Regions from separate parts of the Mus musculus genome. Here regions 2, 3, 4, 5, 6 and 7 are each linked to region 1. A link is a contact called in public Hi-C and promoter capture Hi-C data. All regions are on one chromosome and are shown on one strand. The core of a region is the stretch at or near the end of the contact, and the rest is flanking DNA. Distances in the headings are between cores, read along the strand shown.

What was found. Promoter capture Hi-C pulls out the DNA fragments that hold promoters and counts their contacts. A called contact is a pair of places that touch in the nucleus more often than the background predicts.
Region 2: a Hi-C map of CD8 T cells shows a contact between it and region 1, with 8 times the contacts expected there. The contact joins the promoter of Sec23b here to the promoter of Slx4ip in region 1. A contact is called at or near these places in 1 of 39 promoter capture datasets (pre-B cells) and 3 of 484 Hi-C or Micro-C datasets (CD4 T cells and CD8 T cells).
Region 3: a contact with region 1 is called in a Hi-C map of regulatory T cells, with 8 times the contacts expected there. The contact joins the promoter of Dzank1 here to the promoter of Slx4ip in region 1. A contact is called at or near these places in 3 of 484 Hi-C or Micro-C datasets (CD4 T cells and regulatory T cells).
Region 4: a contact with region 1 is called in a promoter capture Hi-C map of pre-B cells, with 5 times the contacts expected there. The contact joins the promoter of Naa20 here to the promoter of Slx4ip in region 1. A contact is called at or near these places in 1 of 39 promoter capture datasets (pre-B cells) and 1 of 484 Hi-C or Micro-C datasets (CD4 T cells).
Region 5: a contact with region 1 is called in a promoter capture Hi-C map of pre-B cells, with 4 times the contacts expected there. The contact joins the promoter of Dstn here to the promoter of Slx4ip in region 1. A contact is called at or near these places in 1 of 39 promoter capture datasets (pre-B cells) and 1 of 484 Hi-C or Micro-C datasets (CD4 T cells).
Region 6: a Hi-C map of CD8 T cells shows a contact between it and region 1, with 5 times the contacts expected there. The contact joins the promoter of Ralgapa2 here to the promoter of Slx4ip in region 1. A contact is called at or near these places in 1 of 39 promoter capture datasets (pre-B cells) and 2 of 484 Hi-C or Micro-C datasets (CD4 T cells and CD8 T cells).
Region 7: a contact with region 1 is called in a Hi-C map of pre-B cells, with 10 times the contacts expected there. The contact joins the promoter of Kiz here to the promoter of Slx4ip in region 1. A contact is called at or near these places in 2 of 484 Hi-C or Micro-C datasets (CD4 T cells and pre-B cells).

What each region holds. Positions count from the first base shown.
Region 1 is chr2:136,890,874-136,894,188 of GRCm38.p6, forward strand. It overlaps Slx4ip (SLX4 interacting protein), which reads left to right and starts at 1,295. Exons shown (of 8, transcript NM_028834.3): 1 at 1,295-1,488. It overlaps Mkks (McKusick-Kaufman syndrome), which reads right to left and starts at 533. Exons shown (of 6, transcript NM_021527.2): 1 at 170-533.
Region 2 is chr2:144,554,917-144,558,012 of GRCm38.p6, forward strand. It overlaps Sec23b (SEC23 homolog B, COPII coat complex component), which reads left to right and starts at 1,313. Exons shown (of 20, transcript NM_001252544.1): 1 at 1,313-1,408. It overlaps Gm34292 (a long non-coding RNA gene), which reads right to left and starts at 1,719. Exons shown (of 1, transcript XR_003953925.1): 1 at 1-1,719.
Region 3 is chr2:144,525,977-144,529,339 of GRCm38.p6, forward strand. Dzank1 (double zinc ribbon and ankyrin repeat domains 1) reads right to left here and starts at 1,438. Exons shown (of 21, transcript NM_172859.3): 1 at 1,304-1,438. Polr3f (polymerase (RNA) III (DNA directed) polypeptide F) reads left to right here and starts at 1,769. Exons shown (of 9, transcript NM_029763.3): 1 at 1,769-1,949; 2 at 2,727-2,844. The coding sequence starts at 1,888.
Region 4 is chr2:145,901,550-145,904,881 of GRCm38.p6, forward strand. It overlaps Naa20 (N(alpha)-acetyltransferase 20, NatB catalytic subunit), which reads left to right and starts at 1,692. Exons shown (of 6, transcript NM_001141965.1): 1 at 1,692-1,813. The coding sequence starts at 1,761.
Region 5 is chr2:143,913,882-143,916,961 of GRCm38.p6, forward strand. Dstn (destrin) reads left to right here and starts at 1,450. Exons shown (of 4, transcript NM_019771.2): 1 at 1,450-1,766. The coding sequence starts at 1,764. It also overlaps a transcript of Bfsp1 not described here.
Region 6 is chr2:146,510,527-146,513,842 of GRCm38.p6, forward strand. It overlaps Ralgapa2 (Ral GTPase activating protein, alpha subunit 2 (catalytic)), which reads right to left and starts at 1,478. Exons shown (of 41, transcript NM_001033348.3): 1 at 1,268-1,478. The coding sequence starts at 1,373.
Region 7 is chr2:146,854,490-146,858,022 of GRCm38.p6, forward strand. It overlaps Kiz (kizuna centrosomal protein), which reads left to right and starts at 1,391. Exons shown (of 14, transcript NM_001033298.4): 1 at 1,391-1,554. The coding sequence starts at 1,433.

The sequences.
Region 1 (3,315 bases), core at 45-2,544:
GCCCCGCTCTGAAGCTACTTTGAAAGCTGTCCTTGGGCCAATCCGGTAGCCAGGTGCCTCTGTATCCCCGCCCCCAAATACCCTTGTCCCAACCACTCGCGACCTTTCCGTGCGGGGACGCGGTGAGGCCGCAGGCTGGCTTCTCCACCAGCGGCCTGGCCCCTCTCACCTGCCCACCAGCAGCTGCACCTCTAGGTCAGGCCACCTTCACCACCAGAAACCAGAAATCGCGCTTGCACAGCAACCAACCACGCAGCGGAGCGCCACCACCTTTGCCCTGCGCGGCAAGAAGGCGCATGCGCAACTCTATGCTCACGCGCACCACCCCTCCTTCCCCCGCCCCTCTTCCGGGGTTTGCGTGAAGCTCCCGCAAAGGAAAGCTGCGGCCGTCACCGGAAATCTTACGGGCAGACGTGTATTCTGTCTGTGCGCGCTACCAAAATTGAAAGGTCACATCACATCACATCACAGCACCAAGAAGGTGGCAGAGCGTGCGGCTCTCTGCTCTCTCGAAAGGTATTTGTAGAACGAATGAAGCTGTTACCAGTCCTAGGTGGCGTTTCCTCTGTTCTGACCAATCACAAGGCGCCTTGCCCTGTCACTCAGTTGTCAATTCCCACCTCTCTCAGGACGCCCTAAGCTGTAGAAACTGGCTCCGCCCTGCCGGTCCGAGTGACGTCAGAGAGCGAACATGCGCAGACAGAGCCTGTCGCCATGCAGGAAACTTCCGCCCAGTCTAGGAGCGGGGTTGGCAGAAGTCGGGAGTCTTCAATTCAGTGCCGGATCCGGTTGGTTAATTTCCTTGGCTTTGCCTTTCTTTTTTTTTTCTTCAGAGATAAGTCTTTTATTCTTTTGAACCACCCGAAGCATTATGAAATTATGTTTAAACATATTTTATTTCGCTTTTCTCTGGCACCGTGAAAGGCACCTTTATTTTTCAACGTATCTTTTAATCTTCCTCATTAAAAATATTTTCTACTCTTGCCCTATAGTTTTGTGATACGAAAAACACGGCTTTTGTTGTTGTTGTCCATCAGTACATATCGTTGACGTACAGTGATACATTATCTGCCAATTGTATTTGTGGCTTTTCCAACCTCTTAAAAAAAAAAAAAAAATCCGCTTTGGCCGCCATTTTTATTTTGGTCTCCATAAAGCGTTGATATCATCGACAGAAGCCATTTTTCGTTTGGGCAGTTCTTTCCGGCTATCCCATTACCTTAGCCAGGGCTTCGGGCGCCATCGTAGGTGCTGGCAGTGGCTTCCAACCGAATGAAGTCGATAATGCCATCTTGTGTTTGGGCGCTGGTTGCATTCTCTAACGTGCGAGGGGACGCTGGGAAACGGGAAGTAAGCCAAAGCTGCTGAAGCTTGGTCTGCCGCCTTTTTAGTCTGAGTTTTCCCGTTCAGGTACTATACTAGTCCACCAGTGACCCCGGACAGTAACAAAGCATTACAGCCCGAACCCACCTCCCGCCACCATCGTAGGTAAGAGCGTGTGATACTTCGTTCGGATAACCCAGCTCTTCCCTCAGTTGGACCGAACTGTTTGGCCATCTTATACCAATACGTATTTTTGTTTTGGATTTTGGGACTTAACACAATTTTTCTCTTAGGTATTCCTTCTCTTTCCATTAGAATTGTTAAACACCACTGTTCAGGAAGACTGAGATTTAAAGGGACAATAACGTTGAGGGAATTTCCGTAGAATAACAAAGCAAAATGGATGGAACAGCAAATTTGATCATTAATTGTATGGCTTTCTGCATCTATAGAGGTGAATATAGCTCCCAGAGGACTTTAAAATGTGATCAGCTGTGTTTGTATATTCTTCCCATTCATTCATTCATTCATTGAATTTGTTGAATACTTAGCTAGTTTTGTGCTATAAAATATAGAAGTAAACTTCAAAACAAAACAAAACGAAACCTCCTTTTCATCCACTTGCTTTGATATATCCAAAGCTGGGACCAGGAACATAATGTTCTAATGTTTTTTTTTTTAGCACTGCTGGACAAGCAACTTCATGTTCTCACTTCTCGTATTTCTTGGATACTGTATATAGCCATAATTGTAAGGCTAATAGTCCAGGTAGCATGGCCTTGTTGCTCAGTGTAATCATCGACCAGCCATCCCAGCATCTTCTGGGAGCATGTTTCTTGGAATGAGTAGAAGCTGCACTTGGGCACAGTATAATAGTGACTTGGAAACTTTGGACTGTGGCTTACCTTAGCTTTTTGTAGCACCAGGCTTTCTTCTGTGTCTTCTTGTATGAGAAAAGAAAATCAGTAGTTCTCAACCTTGGCTGCCCATGACAGTCACCTGGGAAGCTTCTAAACCAGACTTCAGACCAGTTGCAGATAGAAATGGAGACTATGTGGAATATAGATGACACTAAGGTATTTGAGACATGGTTTTCATGCTGTTAGGCGTAAGATTGGTTTTCACCTTCCCTCTTGGCTTTACTTAAAATACCATGGAGACAGGGAGGAGTATTAGGTTGGGTGGGTGTTGAACCAATGTCCCAGTGACTGGTTACCTTGTCAACCAGCTTCCCAGTAATTGTTACTTTGCCATATATGTCTTTTCCTTAGTCTAAGTGGGAAAGAAGAATGAACACCATTTGTTTTACTGAGTCTCACATGAATGTTTCCATTGTGGATATTCATGTTTTATGAGTATGTAGGAAAACATTATTACACTGAAATATTGCTTGTTTGCAATTTTTACAGTGCTACTAAGGGTAGTGATGTAGTGTGGATGGGTAAAAAAATCAGTTCTGAAACGTCTTCCCTGACTGTACATCCTACTTCCTTCACCCCAGCTCCATCTCTGAGATCTAAAAGACAGTTACCCACCCTTGTGCTTGAGTTTCCTAACTTGTAAGGTAGGACTCCTGTGAGAGTTAGCTAAGTTAATACAAGCAATGTGCTTCCTAAGTACCTGGCATGGGCTGGAGAGCTGGCCCAGAGTCAAGAGCTGTGTGCTGTTCTAGACAACCTGAGTTTAGTTCCCAGCACCTATGTCAGGCAGTTCACGATTGCCTGTAACTCCAGCTTCTTGGGAACTCAGAGGTGTCTGATGTCTGCGGGTGCCTACACTCACATGTGCAAAGGTGCACACAGTCACACCCCCATGCACATAAATTAAAAAAATTCTTTTAAGAAGTACCTGGCATATACTAGCAGCTATGAAAATATTACCTGTAGCTGTATATTTTATTATATTATAATTACAAGTTTGGATTATTAAGATTTTATTTATACATTCCCATGACTGAAATTCTTTGGCTTTCCACTTTGTGCATCAATTTGA
Region 2 (3,096 bases), core at 63-2,562, 7.7 Mb after region 1:
CATATTAGTGTTTGTTATTTAAAAAGCGACTTCTTTTTTTCAGCGTTAGATATAACGAACATGTATATTTTATTTTACATTTTACCTTAGGAAGAGATAACTGCATTTCCCAAACATAATTTAAGGTTTTAAACATGCCATCATTAACATTGTTATGTTTATGATGATGAGAAAATGTAAATTTATTTTAAAGATTGTAATGCAAACAGTAATATTTTATAGTACCACCTATTTAAACTTAAGTCCCTATGATTTATAGACGTCAAAAAGTTTGATTTAGCCGGGTGTGATGGCGTGTGCTTTTAAATTGAGGAGGCATAGGAAGATAGAAGAAAGCAGGGCTTCCTGAGTTCCAGGCCAGCCAAACCTACAGCTAGGCTCTGTCTTAAAGAAAAGTTTGCATTAGTAGGAAACTGGGTTATTTAATGGGTACTCTTTGAATAACATGTCTTAGCATAACTGTAAGATTTTAGTTGGCGGGATGAAGGGTTGGTTGAGTGGCTATGTGTATACTGCTGGAGTTCAGTTCCTAGCACCCGTGTTAGAGGATACACAATAGATTCTTCTGGCCGCTGCAGGCACTACACACTCGCTGAATTTGCTGCTATTTATTTATTTATTTATTTTTGCCACTTGTAAGAAAGTGTAAAAATGACTGCGGCGGTCACAGAAAAAGCTGTGTTACCCATCAAAACGGACTCTGATAGTTTCCTTAAGTGTCTGAATAAGACCATCCCCAATTACTCACTTCCTTGCTGGGGAATGGCAGGAGGATGTTCACCAGAAACAGTTTTTATTGAGCACAGAAACCACAGCAGCAACGAGAAGGGAAAGTTTTGTACCGCGAAGAGAGGACCCGCACCCGCACTTGCTGAGCTCAAAAAGATCACCAACTAGCGGCCGAGACTCTCTGTCCCCTCCTAGCCCCTTCCCGCAGGCTGAGGGCCTCTCCGGACAACTCCGGGCTACGCGTCCCTCTTCTCGCTTCCCGGTAGCTAGGCGATGAGAGGGACTTCCCCCTGAGGCAAACAGACGTCATGTTGTGTCAGGGCGGTCCCCTGAGGAGTGCTGGATGCATTTGGATGACGGTTCCGCAGGCGCCGAGGTTCTGTGAAGGAGAAAAATTTCAGGATATATTCAAGAAAGTATGTATCCTGAGGAATTCTACATTCTAAAGTTTGTTGGGTGAGAAACCACAGCCTTGCCCTATTCAAAGATGGAGGCGCAGCTTTTCTGACTGTTTCACTTTCTCGGGTCAGCCAGAGAAGCGCTCTCTGATTGGCTAGAGCATGGCGCCGCGAAATGACGTTTCGGAGCGGTGACCAATCGACTGTGAGCTGAGGTGGACTTGGCGGTGGAAGCCGGAGTTGAGCTCTGGTGTCCGTGGGGCGCGGAAGGTTCAGTCCCGGTGAGTGGCTCCGGACAGGTGAGCGGCTGGCTCTGCAATGGTGAAGGGGCGCATAGGAGGAGGGCCGAAGCCAGACAGGCCGAGGCAAGGTGGGCTTGCTTATGGGAAGAATCAGAGAGAGTTGATGACCCAGAAGCCGGCTCAGAGTGACTCGTCCGCGCCGTGCCTGAGAGCCGACGGCCGGTTTCTGACTCCTTAGCCCTCGGAATTGGGGTGTTGGTGGTGGTGACTCGAACATCCGGAAGGACCGAATCCCCATGAAAACCTTGAGTTTTGCTTTGTGATAAGTGAAACCAGAAACCAGATCTTCAGTACAGGATTAGGTATTTAACTGTGTCTACAGATGGTTACTAAGTCCTGGAAAGTTATGTCCTGGAGAGCTTAGAGGGGCTAAGATATTTTATTGGATGCCTTTCTTTTATCCACTCACTCATTCATTCATTCTCTCTTCATTCACTCAGTCATTCATCCATTCGGCTATTTACCTCTTCAGATACCCTTACTCGTTGAGAGTTTGATAGGAGCATTTTTCTCAGCACATAGAATTTAATAAAAATACATAGAACGTCAGAGGATTCATGAATTCACTGAAAGCCTCTGTGGATTACGTGTTTAGGATTAAGAAGCTGGTTTAGAATAAATCGAGGAAAGGAGGCAGTGGGAAATAGGAGCAGGTGTTAATATGTTGATACTCGGGGACTTATACATTTACGTAAAGAACTTTATAGAGGGGTTACCATTATTTAATGGGGTTTGCTGAAGTAACTGCTGGAAATGGCGATGTTAGAATGTGCTGTGACTTATTTACTACCCCCCACCCCCACCCCCGCTCCCAGGCGCCTAAGTGCTTTCTGTGTAGTTAGGGTTTTATCTTCTTGTATTTGCCAGAACTAACAAGTAGATGTGTTAAGAGTTTCAGTTGGAACAGACATTTGGGACTTTGTTGTATAGAGTCTGTATGGTAGAATAATTAATTTGCTTTTCTGGGTATGTAAAATTGTCCTCACCCAAATTATTTGCAGGATATATCTATATATCTATATCTATCCCTATGTAACCCAGGAGGCTTTGTACTCTCTTGATTCTGCCTCAGCCTCCCAAATATGGAAATTACAAGAATATGCTTCCATTCTCATTTCACAGGTTTAGTCGTCGTCTTCTTCTTCTTCTTCTTCTTCTTCTTCTTCTTCTTCTTCTTCTTCTTCTTCTTCAGTTCAGTTTTCTGGCTTTCCTTTTTTTAACAGTCTACTTGCTTAAACATGTCATTTGCATGTGTGTGCACCTGTCAAGCCACTCATAGGCAACTTTTGTGATCTTAGGTCTTTCCTTCCATCTTTTTGTGGGATCTGAGGCTCTAACTCAGGCTGTCAGACTTGCGTGGCAAGCACTTTACCCCCTGGACCAGTTCATTTTGCTTTCCGGATTGGCTTGCTCAGTTGACCTTCAGTCACTCATGTGTCAATGTATTTTCAATCACACGTAGGATGCATTTGCTTAACAACATTGGGCTATCCGAGTCTGAAAGCTTCGTCTGAAAGACTTAATTGTTAAAGAGTCTTTCAAGGATGATCATAAGCAAACATGGTGAGGAAGGAGAACATGGTGAGACTCAATACAAAAGCAAACTTCCTTTCATAGTTGTGGTATGCCCACTAGAAATGCTTCAGTGTCAAGCTGCTTCCTGTTAA
Region 3 (3,363 bases), core at 188-2,687, 7.6 Mb after region 1:
CACGGATGAGGCAGAGCAGAATCCACCTCTAACGCTCTGAGCTCAGTTCCCTCGAGATCATTCACTCTTCACTGCCTTCAGCCAGTGCGCGCGCACATGCACACACACACACACACTCACTCTCCTGACTTCAAGGCAACTCATTACATAAGGGGAGCAGGTAACTCTGCACGTAGCATGAATTACTTAGAGCCAAATCTTAAAAGAGGTTCTAACCCCCCACAGTCTCACCTTTGCAAACCACTGCAGTGTATTGTATTTTGGAAAATATACTGCAAAGACTGCAGAGCATCAGCTCTCAATAGAAAGGAAGTTGACATGGATATAAACCCACAACCATCATTTCCTATTAGCTCTGCTATTTTGTAAATAACTAGCAGGGCAGAAACCTTATGGGTCTTTTCTTTGAGGTGGGGAGGAGTCCTCTTAATCCAGTATTTGCAACTTGCACTGTAGCTTCAACGATTGTGGCTACATTATTATTCAATTATAATGTACATATTCATCTCACTTTTATAATCAACATTTTGCATCCTCATTTCGCCCCCCGCTCCCCCGAGACAGGGTTTCTCCGTGTAACAGCCCTAGCTGTTATGGAGCTCTACCTGTAGACCAAGCTGGCCTCCAACTCACAGAGATCCACCTGCTTCTGACTCCCAAGTGCTGGGATTAAAGGAATGAGACACCATGCCTGGCTTACAATTTTTCATGTAACAATTTGTTGTTCAGTGGTGAGGTCATTTTTTTTTAAATGGTAGTTGGAATTCTGATCATGTTGCTGTGAACATGTTTGCGTTTTGACATATCTTGTTCTGGAAAGCGAGATAATTAGAATTAAAAGACGAATTTAATGCCTTTTTGGATTCTTCCAGATTGAGGACCAAGAATAAAAACTACAGGTATCTGACCCTTCAGAAATGACGCTGGATGTAGAGGGATTCGCCTACCTTCACATTTCCCTTCGAGTGAGAGTCAGCTAAAATAAAGATAGCTGAAAACTAGATTCTAAATAAACACCGTTGGTTCGAGACTGAAGTGCTCACGGTTAGCTATTAGCTGCTCTTGGAAACCTGGGGTGGTCACTGGACCTCACAGGAAGGAGACAGAGATGGCTGATTCGCTAGGTCCACACCGCAGCCTGGTGTCAGTGTCATGCCACCAGCATCTCCCAACATCCTGCACCTGAACCATCTCCTCGCTGCCCAAACCAGGACCCAGACCCTGCGTCATGCCCTCGGCCTCGCGAGGCAGTCAGAGATGCCTAATTCCCTCCCAACCCAGTGAGAGATGCCCTTCTCCTCACCCTTCTCCAGCCTCAAGGACAGAGATTAAGGACCCCCGACGCAGCACCGCCGCCGCCAACCCGTTGTCAGGTTTCTCACGGTCTCACCACAGCTCCTCCGCTGCAGCTTGCGTTTCCACAGACGCTGCGAACCGCGCCCCGCCCATCGGGAGCCGAGCAGATGATTGGCAGGGAAATCGACATCCTAGCAACCAGCCCCGCCCTTGTCTCTGGCTGCAGCCTCCGTCTGGTACCCGCCTCCAGATCCTTCTGCGACACTTTCTTGTAGGTGTCCAAGAATATGCCTTCTCGGCGGCTGGAAGAGGCTGAAGGGTGCGTACTGGAGCCAGAGGCTCTTGTCCGACAAGCACTGAAATTTGAGACAACGGAAGGGAGTCGCTGTGGCGACCCTGCCGAGCAAGGCGGAGCAGGCACAGCACGGGCGCCCCAAGCCGATCCGATGAAGAAGGCCCAGCGCGACCGGATGAAGAAGGTCCCTCGCCTCTCTCTCAAGCCTCGGTCCCCGGCGCGCGCCTCCACCGGTTCCCGAGACTTCCAGCGCGCTCCGAGGGGCCACTTTTCCTCTAGTCTCGAAAACTGCCCTCATGGCGGAGGTGAAGGTCAAGGTGCAGCCGCCGGACGCGGATCCGGTGGAGATAGAAAACAGGTACTGCAATAAAGCTAGGCTCCCGACGCTAAGCGAGCAGTCAGCTGGGTAGCGGGACCCCCTTCTCTCTCAGTCCCGCGGGGAGAGGCTGGGGTAGACTGGTCGAGCACGCGGGAGCGGGGTTGCCGGGTGTCTGGGCGACCCCCCCGCCCCGATTAGGGAGAGTAGAACTCTTCAGAAGCTCTAGAGCAGCGGGACAGCTTGAAACGTTGTGGAACTGGGTTCTCCGGGATTCTATTAGAGCACTTGGAACGTGACAGCAGCCAGGGCCAGAAGAGAGACCTGCATTTTCCCTGTAGTTCTTGGACATGTGTTCGAATCCAGGATTGCCCGGTTGCCAAGGGAAGTTCTATAAGAGAACGTTGGGGCCAAATGAGGGTTCAGTTTGTGATTACAAAGGACCATTGAGCCAAGTAGGTTCAGTGAGTGCCTTAACTCCCGTAGTGCACATGTGTTTCTAGGTTATAATGTATTTAAAAGACGACTTTCTCAACATTATTATTGTGGATAATAAGTTTATTACACCTCCAAACAAATTAATCCCTCCAGTTTGTTTGGAGGGGATAATTCTCAAGACTCCAGTTATGGTGAATCACTATGCTGCCCCCCACCCCCACCCCCGAATATTCTATTTGCTTTCTGCCCACAGACCTTGGAGTCACTTTGCTGTACTTATTCCCATTGACAACATTGAGCTTTTTAGCTTGACTATCGTGTATCTTCCTTATTTGCCTTTAAAAGCAAGCAAACATAAACCATTTATACCGTTGTTCCTAGAATTATAGAATTATGCCACCAGTTCCCTCATGGAATCACAGATCAAGTAATTCAGAACGAAATGCCTCACATTGAAGCCCAGCAGCGGGCAGTGGCCATCAATAGACTGTTATCCATGGTAAGGTGAAGTCAACCAATTCATGTAATTTGTTGTATATTCTGGTTTTCATTGCTTCCTGTCATATCGTTGTGATGGCTAACCTTATGTGTCAGCTTGGCTGGGCTCTGAGATCCTAGATATCTGCCTGTTTGCTGTTTCTGGGATGTTCTAGAATGTGGTATTTGAACTGATGTGCTGACTGTAGGCAGTGAATGGGCACCATCCAATTTAGTATCAGCCTAAGCCAAAGACATGGAGGACACAGGAACTTGCCCCAGCCCACTCTGAGCCCCAGGGCCAGCCTTCTGCCTTCACCACTCTGTCCTTAGACTTTCGGATCCCATCTATACCATTGACTTCCCATCACCGAGGTTAATGCATCCGGTCTGTGCCATTGATCTGTGCCGCTGGCCTTCTCTAGTCTCCAGCTTGCAGGAGACGTACAAGAATTCTCCCCCCACCTTAATTACACGGAGCAATAATCGCATAATAAGCCTCCTTTCTAGTAAGCCAATATACTAATTGTAAGGCCAAAAT
Region 4 (3,332 bases), core at 442-2,941, 9.0 Mb after region 1:
TCTTGAGAATTTCATACACACATACAATGAAATATGAGCATATATACACCCATCAAATTCATATTCCCCCACATGTCCCCCCCTCTCAATTTTGTCTTTGTTTTAACCACATGCATTTAAAATTTTCCTTGAGTAGACTACCATATCTCTCTTACTGGTTAGTTCAGACTCTTTCTGACTTTGTCCATTTTTTCCATTTGTATAAGCATCATAACCTCAACTTCCCTCAAAAATATATTTTACTGTTCATTTCATGGCATATTTTGCCAAAGTAAGTGAATAGAGGGTAGAAGCTGAACTCATGGTGTCAAACTCCACCTTTCTACCATAGTAGCAGTTATATATATACTTTCGGGCCTGTCATACCCATGTTTACAATTATTCATTGTATAATTTACTTCATCAGGCTTAGAGACAAAGCTTGGCGAGGAGCCACTGGGACTACCTGCTCTTTCAACCATTTGCTTTCTTCTCCACCACACCTGGCCCTCAGGTTTGGCCAAGGAATTCCCAAGACACCTGCGGAGCAACTGAGTCCCAAAGGAGTTGGGGATGTGAGTCTGCTGTAATGTAGGCATCTCGCTGAGTTGGATTGGTTTGAGCTCAGCAGCATGTTCTCCAGGACCACCCCAACTGCTGGTAAGGAGAAGAGGGGAAGGCAGCTTCACAGCCCGACAGTACATAGTCTCCTCAGTCACTGGGTCTATGCCGTGGAGACGCTGGGCTGGTGCTTAAAATGTAGCAGGCCAGATGAAAGAATGTAATTCCTAATGGTTAACTTTCAACTTAGACATGAGATAATGTTTCATTTGGTTATTTGGAAACATGTTTGGATTACTTTGATAGCTCTATCATCTTGTATGCATGTATTTGAGACGGTCACACTATGTGTCCTTGACTGGCCTGGAACTCACTATATAGACCAGGGTTTTCGAGGCTCACTAACAGCCTCTTGTCTCTGTCTCCTTACTACTGGGATTACAGGTGTAAGGCACTATTCCTGGCTTGATCTGCTCTTTAATCACACATTTATTAAAATCAGCATCGAAAACAAATAGTTCTGATCATTTTTCTCTCGGATTAAAATAAACTGCAAATATATGGACCAGATTTCAAAGTCTTATTGCCAAAATAAGATAAGATATTCACATTTTTTATACAGATAATCTTTCTTTCTTTCTTTCTTTCTTTCTTTCTTTCTTTCTTTCTCTTTCTCTCTCTCTCTCTCTCTCTCTCTTTCTTTCTTTCTTTCTTTCTTTCTGTTCTTCCTTCCTTCCTTTCTTTTTCTTCCTCTCTCTCTCTTTCTCTCCCTCCCTCTCTCCCTCCTTTCCTTCCTTCTTTCCTTCCTTTCTTCTAAATAATTTTAATGTGCTAGAAAATTTAAGGTCACATCCCTGGTTCATGACAGTGGTTGAGAGAAGAGGCCCTGAGCCATCCTTTTAGGGATCACTTCCTAACTCACCCTGTGAAGCATCTTTGTAGTTTTGAAGCTTGCTTTTACGATTTGGCTCTCTGACTCCAGCTTCTTTCTCCTTGTTACTACTCTGCCTACTTTTTGGAAAGGGTCTGCGGGGCGCGGATCATTAAGGCAATTGCTGATTTCAGCCGCCAGAGAGAGCTACGACGCTACTCTTGTTGCCCAGCAACCTCTGGTCCGGAAGTAGTTCTTTGTCCCACCCCATGGCGGCCGCGGGCGCGAGTACTTCCGGTAGTGCGGGCGCGGGGTCGCGCCGAGCGGGTTGGAGGCTGGCGGCGGCGCAATGACCACGCTCCGGGCCTTCACCTGCGACGACCTGTTCCGCTTCAACAACATGTGAGTGAGGCACGGCCGGCCTCTGTCTTCGCGGCGCGGGACGGGGTCAGCCTCGCGGGGCCGTGGGCCGGGTGGACGCTGCGCGGGCGCGCTGACCGGTGACCTTGGCCGAGGCGCGGCGCTCCCGGTGCGCCCGGGATGATGCGGAGCCGGGCTGGACACCCCGCGCCCGCTCCCTGAGGCGGCCTCACTGCGGAGGGAGGGCGGGGAAGGAGCGCGGTCCTGGTTAAATTGTATCCCAGTGAAGTAACCTTGCGATGCTCCGGGCCCTCTCAGCAAGTTGTGGTTTGTGCTTGGTAGTTACAGTAGCGGAGCGCCCAAAGTAGACTGCCTTGGGTTTTTTTCTTTTTCTCTTAAAAAAAAAAAAAAAAAAAAAAAAAAGACAGGGTTCATTTCGTATCCCTGGGCTCCAGGAACTCTCTGTAGACGAGGCTGGCCTAAACCTCACAGATATGTCTTCCTGTCTTACTAGTGCTGGGATTAAAGGCATGCCCCACCACACCCAGCTAGACTACATTTTTTTTTTTTTGGTTGGGGATCCAATGTACTGAAGACTCCCCGGTGCTGTGTGGTTTCTTTTCAGTCCAAAATTTAAAAACCCGTGATTTGCCGTTCTCCCCTTCTCGCTTTTTAAAAAGAAAAAAAAATTTAGTTTGGAATCCAAATTATGACCATTTAAAAAGCTCAGCATTTCACCGCGAACTCCTGTAGACACATGACCTCGGTTATTTGCTTGATATAACGTAGTAAGAAGTATGGACCGGAAGGTTTAGGTAACAGAAGGGAAGAAACTCTGGGATGATGGACATTTCAAAGAGGGGATGAACCTTGATGAAGGAAATTTGGCAAGGAGGAAACTCTGGAGAAGGCTGCAGGAAAATGGAGTGTGAAGCAGGGTAGGCCTTTGCTTCAGGTGAAGCCAGGTTTAATTATCGTGTTTAATTGGTTCAGATCCGATCTTGTGAGATTTCGGTTAGGTCCCGCTTGTGTTGAATCCTCTGTGCATTTTAGTACTTGTGGCAGGCGCTCATGTAATAATAGGCCCTTAAATCTTCACAAATTCTGTCATGTGCTGATGTCCTCAGTTTCTGGGTGAGGGAAGGGATTGCACACACAGAACCCTGACGTGGAGTAGGTGGAGACTGGCCCTGGTGGTTGTTAAAAAATTGGTCCCATGGAGCTGGAGATGGTTCAGTTGTTAAAAGTACTGGGTGCTCTTCCAGAGGACAGGGGTTCACTCCACATGGAGGCTCACACTTGATTGTAATACTAGTTCCAAGAAGCTGCTGGCCTTTCCTGGCTTGAGTAAGCACCAGGTATGCATGTAACACACAGACATATAAAACCCATACCCATTCAATAAATGAAAAAGGTTGATCCTGGCACTCAGGCTGAGGTTGGAGGATCACAAGTCTGAGATCCTTTGGTATCCACAGGAGATTGATTCTATGATACACCAAGATTCAGTGATGTGCAACCCCCTTATTGCAATGGAGTGGTATGCAAATAGCCCAAGCAC
Region 5 (3,080 bases), core at 200-2,699, 7.0 Mb after region 1:
AGCCAGAGAGACTTGCTTAAGATTCTGGAAGAAGCTGGGTGGTGGCGGCGCACGCCTTTAATCCCAGCTCTTGGGAGGCGGATTTCTGAGTTCGAGGCCAGCCTGGTCTACAAAGTGAGTTCCAGGACAAAAAAAAAAAAAAAAAAAAAAAAAAAAATCTGGAAGAAGGCACAGAAAATTTTATGCAGTAAACAGCATTCTTGTATTTGGACAGGATTGTGGAGGACGAAACACCAATGATAGGTTGAACCGTCCTTAAATGAAGTCTCATTTAGTGGGGTCAGAGTCCTGAGCAGAAAAAAACAAAAAACCAACCCCAAAAAAAAACAAAAATAAGCCAGAAGGGTTCGGGCTGCAGCTGGATGTAGGTTCTTTCTCTTCAGTGTGATTACCAATTATTAATACCAAAGACTTGTTAAAAGGGCAAACTCTTAGGTTACATTCTAGGTGCACGGAGCCAGAACTAAGAAATCTTTGAGCAAACTCTCCAGGTGATTCTGACGCCACTGCCGTAGCCTGCCAAACACCCCGTGGCAATGCAGTAAGGGATTAGAATTGCCACGACTTGCCTTTAATCTTAAGAAAGAAACAAAACCCTTAAAACTAATGGGAACCGCGGTTTGCTACCTAGGGTAGATTTTTTTTATATAGCGCCCAGAAAACAGAAACAAAGAAAAACAACGATCATGTTGCCCAAAAGCCTTCTTAGATAATTAAGACTTTTTTTATAGAGATCCTGATGTTCTCGTTGCCTAAATTCAGTTCAAAAGTGAGGTGATCATCCCACGTCTTACGAGTTCCTTTTATTCGCTACAAAAACACCCGGAGAAAACAAGGCTAGGATTGCGGGTGGCCCTGTGGAAGCAGTATTTCCGTGCAACCGCCCTTTAGGAAAACACAATTCCCCAATGAGAAACCCCCAAGCGCAGCGGCGGGGCCCGGCCCACAGTCCCGGGCCACGCGGCGTCCCCCACGCACCCCCCGCGGGCCACTGGGCCTCCTCCCAGCCCGCTCAGAAGATAAACAAATCACTCCTGTTTTCCAGTCCTGGAATAAGCGCTGACTCACACAGCACTTTGATCAGCCACGGTCGCCTCAGGAAGGAGGAAAACTGTGCAGATTTTTCCCTCTCACGCGACGGCCCGAAGTGCCGCGCTGACCAATCAGGACTGGGTGGTGGGAACAGCACCAAAGTAGGTAAAAAAATGCGGGTCGCGGTCCCTGAGAGCCGTTTTGAGAGTTCTCGTCGCCAAGCAGAGCACCCGCCCACCGGCATTCGCCCCGCCCACTCCGCGCCGGGGCCCCGCCCCTAGCGGCGCGCACACCTGGCCAGGTGGCGACTTCCATGTATGGGCAAAGGCCGCGCGGTAGGCGGGGCATCGCGTGGTCCCGCCTCCAGGGCAGGGCCAGATTCCCCGGAGCGTCCTGTGTCCACCCTTCACGGAGCAGCAGCCCGGGCGCTCCTCTGGGCGGGGAACCCATGCACTCCCCTTAACTGGAGAGGGGTTTCCAGTTGTCTGGAGACTATTGGGACTCCTGGGTGGGGCCTGTCTGGGGAGGCCGGCCTGTTGCGTAGCAACGGTGGGCGGAGCGAGGGGCGCGCGCAGCCGCAGTCTGGCTGGAACTCGTGCCCGCCCTTAATAAGCTCGAGCTGCCGCGTCCGCCCTGCGCCTGCTCTCCTGCTTTTGCTACCCGGAGGACGAAGGTGCACAGACTTTGCCGTCAGGCTCCTAGCTCTCCTCCCGAAGTCCGCCCCAGCGAACATGGTGAGTGATCCTCGGGCGTGTGCTAAGGGAGGGGTCGGTTCCAAGGCAGCTCCTGGGCGGCATCATGCCCACCGTTCCAGGCCGCCGCCCGGGATCCCCTTCGGCCCGGCCTCGCTGCCTTCGATCCCGAAGTCGGTAGATCCCCGGGATGGGCGGCCGAACCTGAGACCATCCGTGTGGGCGCGGTTTTCTCCAAGGCCAGCTTGGTGACCCGTGAGCTTTTCCAGCCCTTTTTACTGAGAAGGAAAAGGATTTTATTGAACACTCTAGAGGGCGGAGTAATTGCTAGTGAGCGTGATTAAGAACCGGGTGGCCTTGCCGTGGCTTTGTTTGTCGTATCTGGCAATCAGCTTCAGTGGCACTCTCGTTGGGCTTGTCAAGCTTGGCAGTGGCTCTTTTAACCCTTCCCTGCCGGGTCCATTCATCCATGCTAGAAATTTGCCTTTACCTGAGAACAAGGCTTTACCACAACTTTGGGTGCAAGTCCTGGACATGATGTTGTTGCTTTTCAGATGCAAATTTAAAAACTTTCAGAAAGCCCGTATAATTACTCCAGCCCTTTAAAAAGAGAAACATTCGTTGTATTGAGATGGTAGAGATTTTGCTTAATTTACAAACTTCTCTACCTCCAAAGTGTTACTCAAATCGGTTGTAAAACAGTATCTCAACTGGGCGATCAGGTGGAACATTTTGTCACTGTAGTCTGCACAATGTTACCATTTTTGGTCAATGATTTGCTGGCAAGGCCTTGCCTCACTGCTAGAAATACTATCCTGTTGCTACATCTGTGCGCCGGGAAACAGTTGGTACCCACTTATCTGTCTACAGAGTGTTTTCACTGAATAACAACTTTGGTTTTTTCTTAGGATATAGCAACTGGCTTGCAGGTGCAGGCTGGCTCATTAGATTAAATGGATAGTTTTCTTGAAAACGGACCATGCTTAGCTGTGCCTTGATATTAAGTCATGTTTGGGTTTAATGCTATGAGCTACAAATATTTCAGACCTTGAAGTCTGTTGAACCTCAGCAAGATTTTAAGTGTATGTATATGTTGATTTATAGTAAAGACTAAATCCAAAGGTTTTGAGTGCTGATAAACTTTTAAATTTGAGCACTCAGTGTAATAAAGTGAACTGGTGTCTGCTCTCCAGTCTTCTTTTAGTTGAGAATGCAAAAGTATTTAAAACAGGGCCAAACATTCTAAACGTAAAAGCTTGGCTTTAAAGCTTAATTTTTTGTTCGGTGTACATTCAAATAAAATGAAAATAGAGTCTGTTGGATTTCCTGGTACTTGGGGGAGACAAAAATAAAAAC
Region 6 (3,316 bases), core at 228-2,727, 9.6 Mb after region 1:
GTTGGCTGATTGGCTGGCCAATCCCCCACTCAGAAATAGTTTACACAATATAAATAGAAATAATTAGCAACTCTTAATCTCATTAACAAGAATGCTTAAAATTCTCACCTATAAAATGAATTCTTTTGTGCCCTATTTTCTCAAGTGGCAGATGGTCTAAAATTTTAAAAACACTGGGTTTTTAATTTTTTATTATTGTTTCAACAGTATACATATGTAGAAGAAACCTGTCTTTTCCTTGGCCCCCAAATACAGATAAGTCTGTCCAGACAGACAGAAGATAGAACTAATGCATAGCCTAGCCAAGCTACACATCACCAGCATCAGATAACCTGTGGACACTTCACACCCACAGGGGAGAGCTTTCAAGCCATCACAAGTCAATTCCAGGCCCACTTGGGCTCTGCAGAACCTCCACCCTGCAGGCCATGAATAGGGAAGGCAAAAGGGAGTAATGGTTGTCACTCTGATGATAAGGGAGAAGCTGCCTCCCTGGACCCAAAGAAAGCCTAGCTTCCTCTGATCAGAGCCCCCTTCACACCAAAGACCCAAGGAAACAGCTATCAGCCGGACCCTTCCATCCTCCCTCCCCCAACCCCCAAAAAATGTAAATTTAAAAGAGAGAAGGGCAGGAGAGAAGAAATGACATCTAATCTGTCCTGGGGTCAGCTGAAATCAATCCTACCTAAAGTCTTACACTCAAACATAGTAACATTTTAAAAGGAGAGTGAGTGAGAGATGGTAGTTCAACGAAGTCTGTGATGGGACCACATGAGCTATTGGTCTAACCCAAGTTGTCAAGAATTTAAATTTTTAGAATGGGAGAGGGAGAGGGAGGTGGCAGAGAGGAGGTGGCAGAGAGGTAGGGCTGCGTGTGCGTGTGTGTGTGTGTGTGTGTGTGTGTGTGTGTGTGTGTGTGTGTGTGTTCAAGCCCGCCCCACTTGTGCTTGGTTTATTTCCTGGAGAGGACAGCTTATAGTCACCTCTGTGCCTGCTCTCAGGCACAGAGGTTACCCGAGGCTAGGCACCCAAAAGAGAATCCTGGCTAAGTTTACACTTGGGACGACAGAGCAGCGCCCAGGGCCAACGTACAGCCTTCAGGAACAATGCCTCAAGGGTCCCGATCTAGGCTAGCAAAGGTCGGCTGCGCACCATTCCCAGCTCTCTACATCACTCGGACCTGAGACCCCATCAGGCCCACGCCGCGGGTGGGACCCGGCCCTCCCGGCAGGTGGCTCTGACCCACAGCCCACGCCCCACGCCTCACCCAGCAGCGCCCGCAGGTGCTTCAGGCGGGTCAGCACGTCCTTCTTGGGGTCCAGCACCTTCTGCGTGGACTTTTTCACATCTCCGTGGCTCCTTCGGGAGAACATCCCGCCGCGGTAAGCCTGGGCCCCGCCGGCGGGGCAGGAGGCGCCTGCGCCGCACGAGTCACTGCATAGGGTCGCGACGGGCGCGTGTCGCTCCGGCCACAAGCCGCCCCCCTCCCGGCCGCCTCGCCGCCTCAGCCTCAGCGGAGGCTCCAGGAAGGAGGGGCGGGCCGAACGGTCAGGGGCGGGGCAGGAAGGCGGTGTCGATGCGAAACCCTCGGCCCCGCCCCACGGGTGCCTCTGGTCCGCCCTCCGGCGCGACGCACGCGCACATCCCGGACTGTTCACGCACTAGGAGCCTGAGGCTAGGAACCTCGCGGGGACGCGCGCCCAGCTTCGAGTCTGCGCAGTGACCTCCAATCAGATTGCGGTGTTTTCCATATGACCAGGACCGCGAGCTCCCGCCCCTATATGGGCCGCAAGTGCTCCCGGGAACTGTAGTCCCCACAAGACGAAGCGCAGCGACCTGCTTTCCAGAGTGCTAGATGCCACCCTTGAAACTCACACTCCCTCCCCTCTACTGCCTGGCCTGCGTACCTACCCCTCCCAACCCCCCACTCTCTCACAGACACACACAAAGTAAGAAAAGCTGTAGGACTTTTAAATTTTGAAAACTATTTCTAGATTTTTTTTTTTTTTTTTTACTTCTGGATTCACACTAAGGAGCAAGACAAAGCACGTGTGGCCATGTCAAAATCTGATCTCTAATTTCACACTAAAGTAAATAAATGGCTTTGGTAGCAGAGAAGAGTGGGCCTGTTGTCCAGTGAGGTCCACTCAGTCCCCAAGGCATCTGGAACCCAATCTCAAGTGCAGAGGTCAGTCTTGCCTCTTGCTTTGCGGATAGAGCTCCTGGGTTATGCAAGGCCTCATAGCAATCCAATAACAGAACCAGAAATAGAACCTGAAGGACCTGACTCTCGGGCCAACATGCTTTTTAAGGCCAGATGCCTATTCACTGAAGCAAGACTTTAAGACAGAAGATGCTCAAATGATTTCTTACCAGAAAACTGACTATATAATTGTTTATTATCATCTGGATCCCCAAGGTTTGATATTTTGGCTTTATTAGCAAGTACCTAAAGAGGCACCTTAGAATCACATGTTTTTCATCCAAATAGGCATAATCCAAGAGTCTTTTTCTCTAGTGGAGGAAAGTGCTAGAAATGTACACACCCTTGTATTAAGCTTGGTATTTGATCTCTACAGGCACTCAATAAACTCATTAAGTTAAAAAAAAAAAAAGATGATAAAGCAGCCCTACACATTTCAACTCAGCATGCAAAAACTTCTCCGTTCTGGTAAATTCTATTTTTAGAGTTATCAAAATAGCATGGCTACGACTAAGATATACCCAAAGGAACAGTATTTAGCCAAAAAAACAAAACAAAACAAAACAAAACAGACTACAGACAGATCACCTAACAGCAGAAATCTCACAGACCTAGAGATGTAATCTCCATGCCTAGGATGATGGGAGAGCTGTTGCGCCTCCTGCATCCCCAGATGACATCATAGATGAAGGCCATAATCTCCCCAATTCTGTTGTAAGGGAGAGAAGTGATGCTGTCTCTAACATTACGGCAAGAGTATTTGTCACCATCAGTTTATCCTGTGCCCTGTTTCAGATTTTAAAACACATGTTCACTGTTCCATTCCTTTGAACAAGGACATCTTTTCTTACACTGATTGAAAAAGTAAAATGAATTTATCCCACTGAAATCAATTTTTCTCTTGCAATGTGAGCTCTCATTATTAGCAAACATCTAGTAAAGACCTATGGTGTAAAAACAAGATCCTAAGCCCAGGAAATAACAGATATTACAAGAAGCAGTTCTCTCACTGCCAGAGCTTCCAATCCAACTGAGGAGGAAAAACTAGACAAATATATGCATTTCTGTATGCTAAATATATGGCAGTGTTAGAAACTGGATAGACAAAAACCA
Region 7 (3,533 bases), core at 141-2,640, about 10 Mb after region 1:
GACAGTATGAGGAAGGAAGGATAGGCAAAATCATAATTTAGGGTTGCTGACTTGACCATTTCGTTGCTTCCCCTAATGCCAGTATGGTACTATAAGTCAGAGCGCAATGGACATGTGCAGTGTATAGTGAGCATGTTATAGTGGGACAAGACACGGACACATGCCGTCAGAAGCAGCTTAGATTTATTATGCCTTGATTTTTCAATTGAGTTTTGGTCATTACACATTCAGGAACGGTTTACTGTTGCTGAACTTTTTGACACACAGCTCCCTATCCCTAACCCATTCAGATATGGTGCAATCCCCATGGAGTCCTGACACACTATTAAAGAAATGTTGGTGTCAGGGATGCTTTGCATGAAAATAAAACTACCGACTTGAGAAAAGAGACATAAAATTAAAAGTCTAGGATAAGGAACCACATTGACTACAAGTACGTGTGTACATTTTTTTTTTTTTAATTTCCTATTCCAAGTGGGTTTTAGAATCCAGTTGTCTTTCTTCAGGAAGCCTTTTGCCATGTTGATGGAGGCAAGAATAAAGACTGATTCTGTTCTGGGCCTTTATAACCAGTAGTTCCTCTGAACTGATCTAAGGTTAAGTTAGTCTTGCTGTAATAGTCTGCCCAATTCACTCTGGGGCACCTAGGCTTTTTGTATGGTCACAGCTGAGTTGTGGGACATAGGGTTTATGCCAATGTAGTCTGGCTGGGGGCCTTGTTGGAGAATTGACTGCAGAAGTAAACGGTTTGATTCACAAGGACCTAGTTAGAAACCAAATCTTTCTCCCCTGAAAGGGCTGATGGCAACCTGAGCATTGAAAAACATTCCAGCGTGGGATGGCATATTTGGTTTCTTTGTTTGTTTGTTTTATTTTGTTTGGGGGTGGGGTTTGGTGTTTTGAGACTAGGTTTCTCTGTGTTGTCTTTGTTGTCCTGGAACTCACTCTGTAAATTAGACTGGCCTCGAACTCAGAATTCCTACTGCCTCTGCCCGTAGTGCTGAGATCAAGGGCATATTTGCGGTTCTTAAATTTTGTTTTCTTCTAGCTTTTTGTTTTGCTTTCTAAGTGCTGGTATCAAAACAATCTTGTCACAGGGTCTCTCACTGCAAATTCTAGGAAGGTAAATAAGAAACTGCATCTGATAAAATGAATGCGTGTAGGACGGATTCTGTAGGGGAAGAGAAACACAGCGGTAGCAGAGAGAACGTGACACAGCTCCCTTGTCTTCTCCCTGTACCACCAGGGCTGCTCCACCCTTGCCAGTCTCTCTGTCTTCGCCCCTCCCGGACCCACACCGCGGCTAACCCCGCCTCCTCGGCGCCCCGCCCTTCGCCCCGCCCTCTTCAGGCCGCTAGGCGCCTTGTTTACCCGCGGTGCATGTTGGGGCGGTCTCCTTGGGCAACGCTGGCCCGCCAGCTGCCCTGTGGCAATGCCGCGAGGGCGCGGTGGCGGTGGTGGTGGCCTGCGCCAGGCCTCCGCCACCTCTGCGCCCTTGGCGAGCCCCAGCTACTACGAAAGGGTGGGCCAGCTCCAGCAGGCTCTGCGGGACAGGTACGGCCGCGGGACGGGGCAGGGAGTCAGCGGCGCCACTGAGAGCATCGGGGTACGGTGTCCGGCCCACTTCCCGCCAGTGGTTCACTAGTGTTGGAACTCGCCTGCGACCCCCAACTAGCCCCAGAAGGGGTTAGGAGCACAACTTTACCACGGATGCCCCTTGTTTGAAAGCGCAGAGAGACTGTAATCTCTCATGACAACCAAAGCCAGGTCCCTCAGCCTGCGGATGCGGCCGGAAGTGAGAGTGGGAGTTTTTTTGCCTGCCAGTCTTGATCAAACCTTGTGAATTTCTTTAGTCCTCTCTAGTCCTACATGCCCCCTCCTCACTCTCTCTTCAAGTTGTCATCCTACTTTGACAGCCGCACTGCATCAAAGATGACAGGTCCAGGAACGCAGGCTGGAATGGTGTGTGTGTGTGTGTGTGTGTGTGTGTGTGTGTGTGTGTGTGTGTGTGTGTGTGTGTGTTTGCGCGCGCGCTGTAGTCTTTTAGAAGTGTCTGGGGCTGACTAAATTTCTAGTAAAAGGATGAAATTTTCAACGGGTTCAGCTTCGAGGGTTGGGATTGCCTTTGATTAAGACATGAAAGATGAGAACCATTGGAAAAAGCTAGATCTAAGAATGCATAAATAGAAAAAAGTACAAAGCAATTGACTATAAATAACCACATGGAAAGATAAGTTGTTGGAACACTTATTTAGCTGCCAAATTAATTGGACTTAGAAATCTCATTAGTTGACAAGAAAGGAAATAGATTTTTGGATCTTTTGATAAACAAAACATTTAGTGGGTGTTAAAGTTACAGAATCATTCAGAAGGAACAGGAGGGCTGTAACAATTCTAAGATCATAACAGTAATTGCAGGTGAGGTAAAGTAAGTGATTTTTCAAAGGAATTGCATCTTACACTAGACTTAATTTTTGCCAATTACTTGTTAAGTAACTCCCACGGGCCCTAACTCTTCTTTCCGTGTTTTATCTTCTTTCTACATCCGTTTTTTTTTTTTTTTTTTCCTTCTGACACAGTCCTGCTCACCTACTCTAGGGATCTCTTAATCTCCCACTTAAGAAAAAAAAAATTAACCATTTAGGCGTATGTTGGTGGTGGTCTATGCTGAAGAGACAGAAATAGGAGGACCACAGGTTCAAGGCCAGCCTGGGATACAAGCCAGCCAGGGCAGCATAGTGAGAACCTATCTCCAACACACACACACACACACACACACACACACACACACACACACACACCTTTATTTTTCCTACAGAGCTTTTCTTTTCTCAATACTTTCTAATGTTTGCACCTTCAGTGTGCTTAGTGAGATCTCAGAGAGAATACAATAGAGAGAGAGAGAATGTGTGTGTGTGCATGCACAAGCACGTGTGCACATGCGAGCTCAAGTGTGCCTACATTGAGAATTTTAGGTGAGAAGCAACACCTTTTGCTCACTGTGTAGTACAATGGTGGAGGAGGTGTTTTTGTAAAATGTTTGAATTTATGGGTTAAATCCAAAAGTCAATTAGCCAGCGTCTAGGTGTTACAAATGCCTTATGTGGAATGCCATCACCTCATTGTCACTGAATAATGATCTTTTTTCCAGTTACCCAAGGTGGTGGTATTAGATCTCTGCATATATATATGTGTACACATATATATATGCATCAGCTAATTTAAAAGCAAGAACTTTAGTTTTAGTGCCTTTATCTCATTGTCTGTTGTAGTTCAAGAGTGGTATAGTTACCTTTGGCCTTTACTTATTTGTGTTTTGTAGGCAAAGATCTGCTCTTAAAATGTGACTGATTTAAATGACATTCTTTTTGAACTAGGTTAGTGGTAAGTTATTTTTGCCTCCTATGCTGGAAGCACCTGGTTCTTTATGGTCCTTATGGCACAATAACTGTAATGATTATCCACTTTATGTTTAGCACTTTTTGCTTTAATTAGGAAGCAAGGTAAGGTTGTTGAAGTTACATAAGAAACTG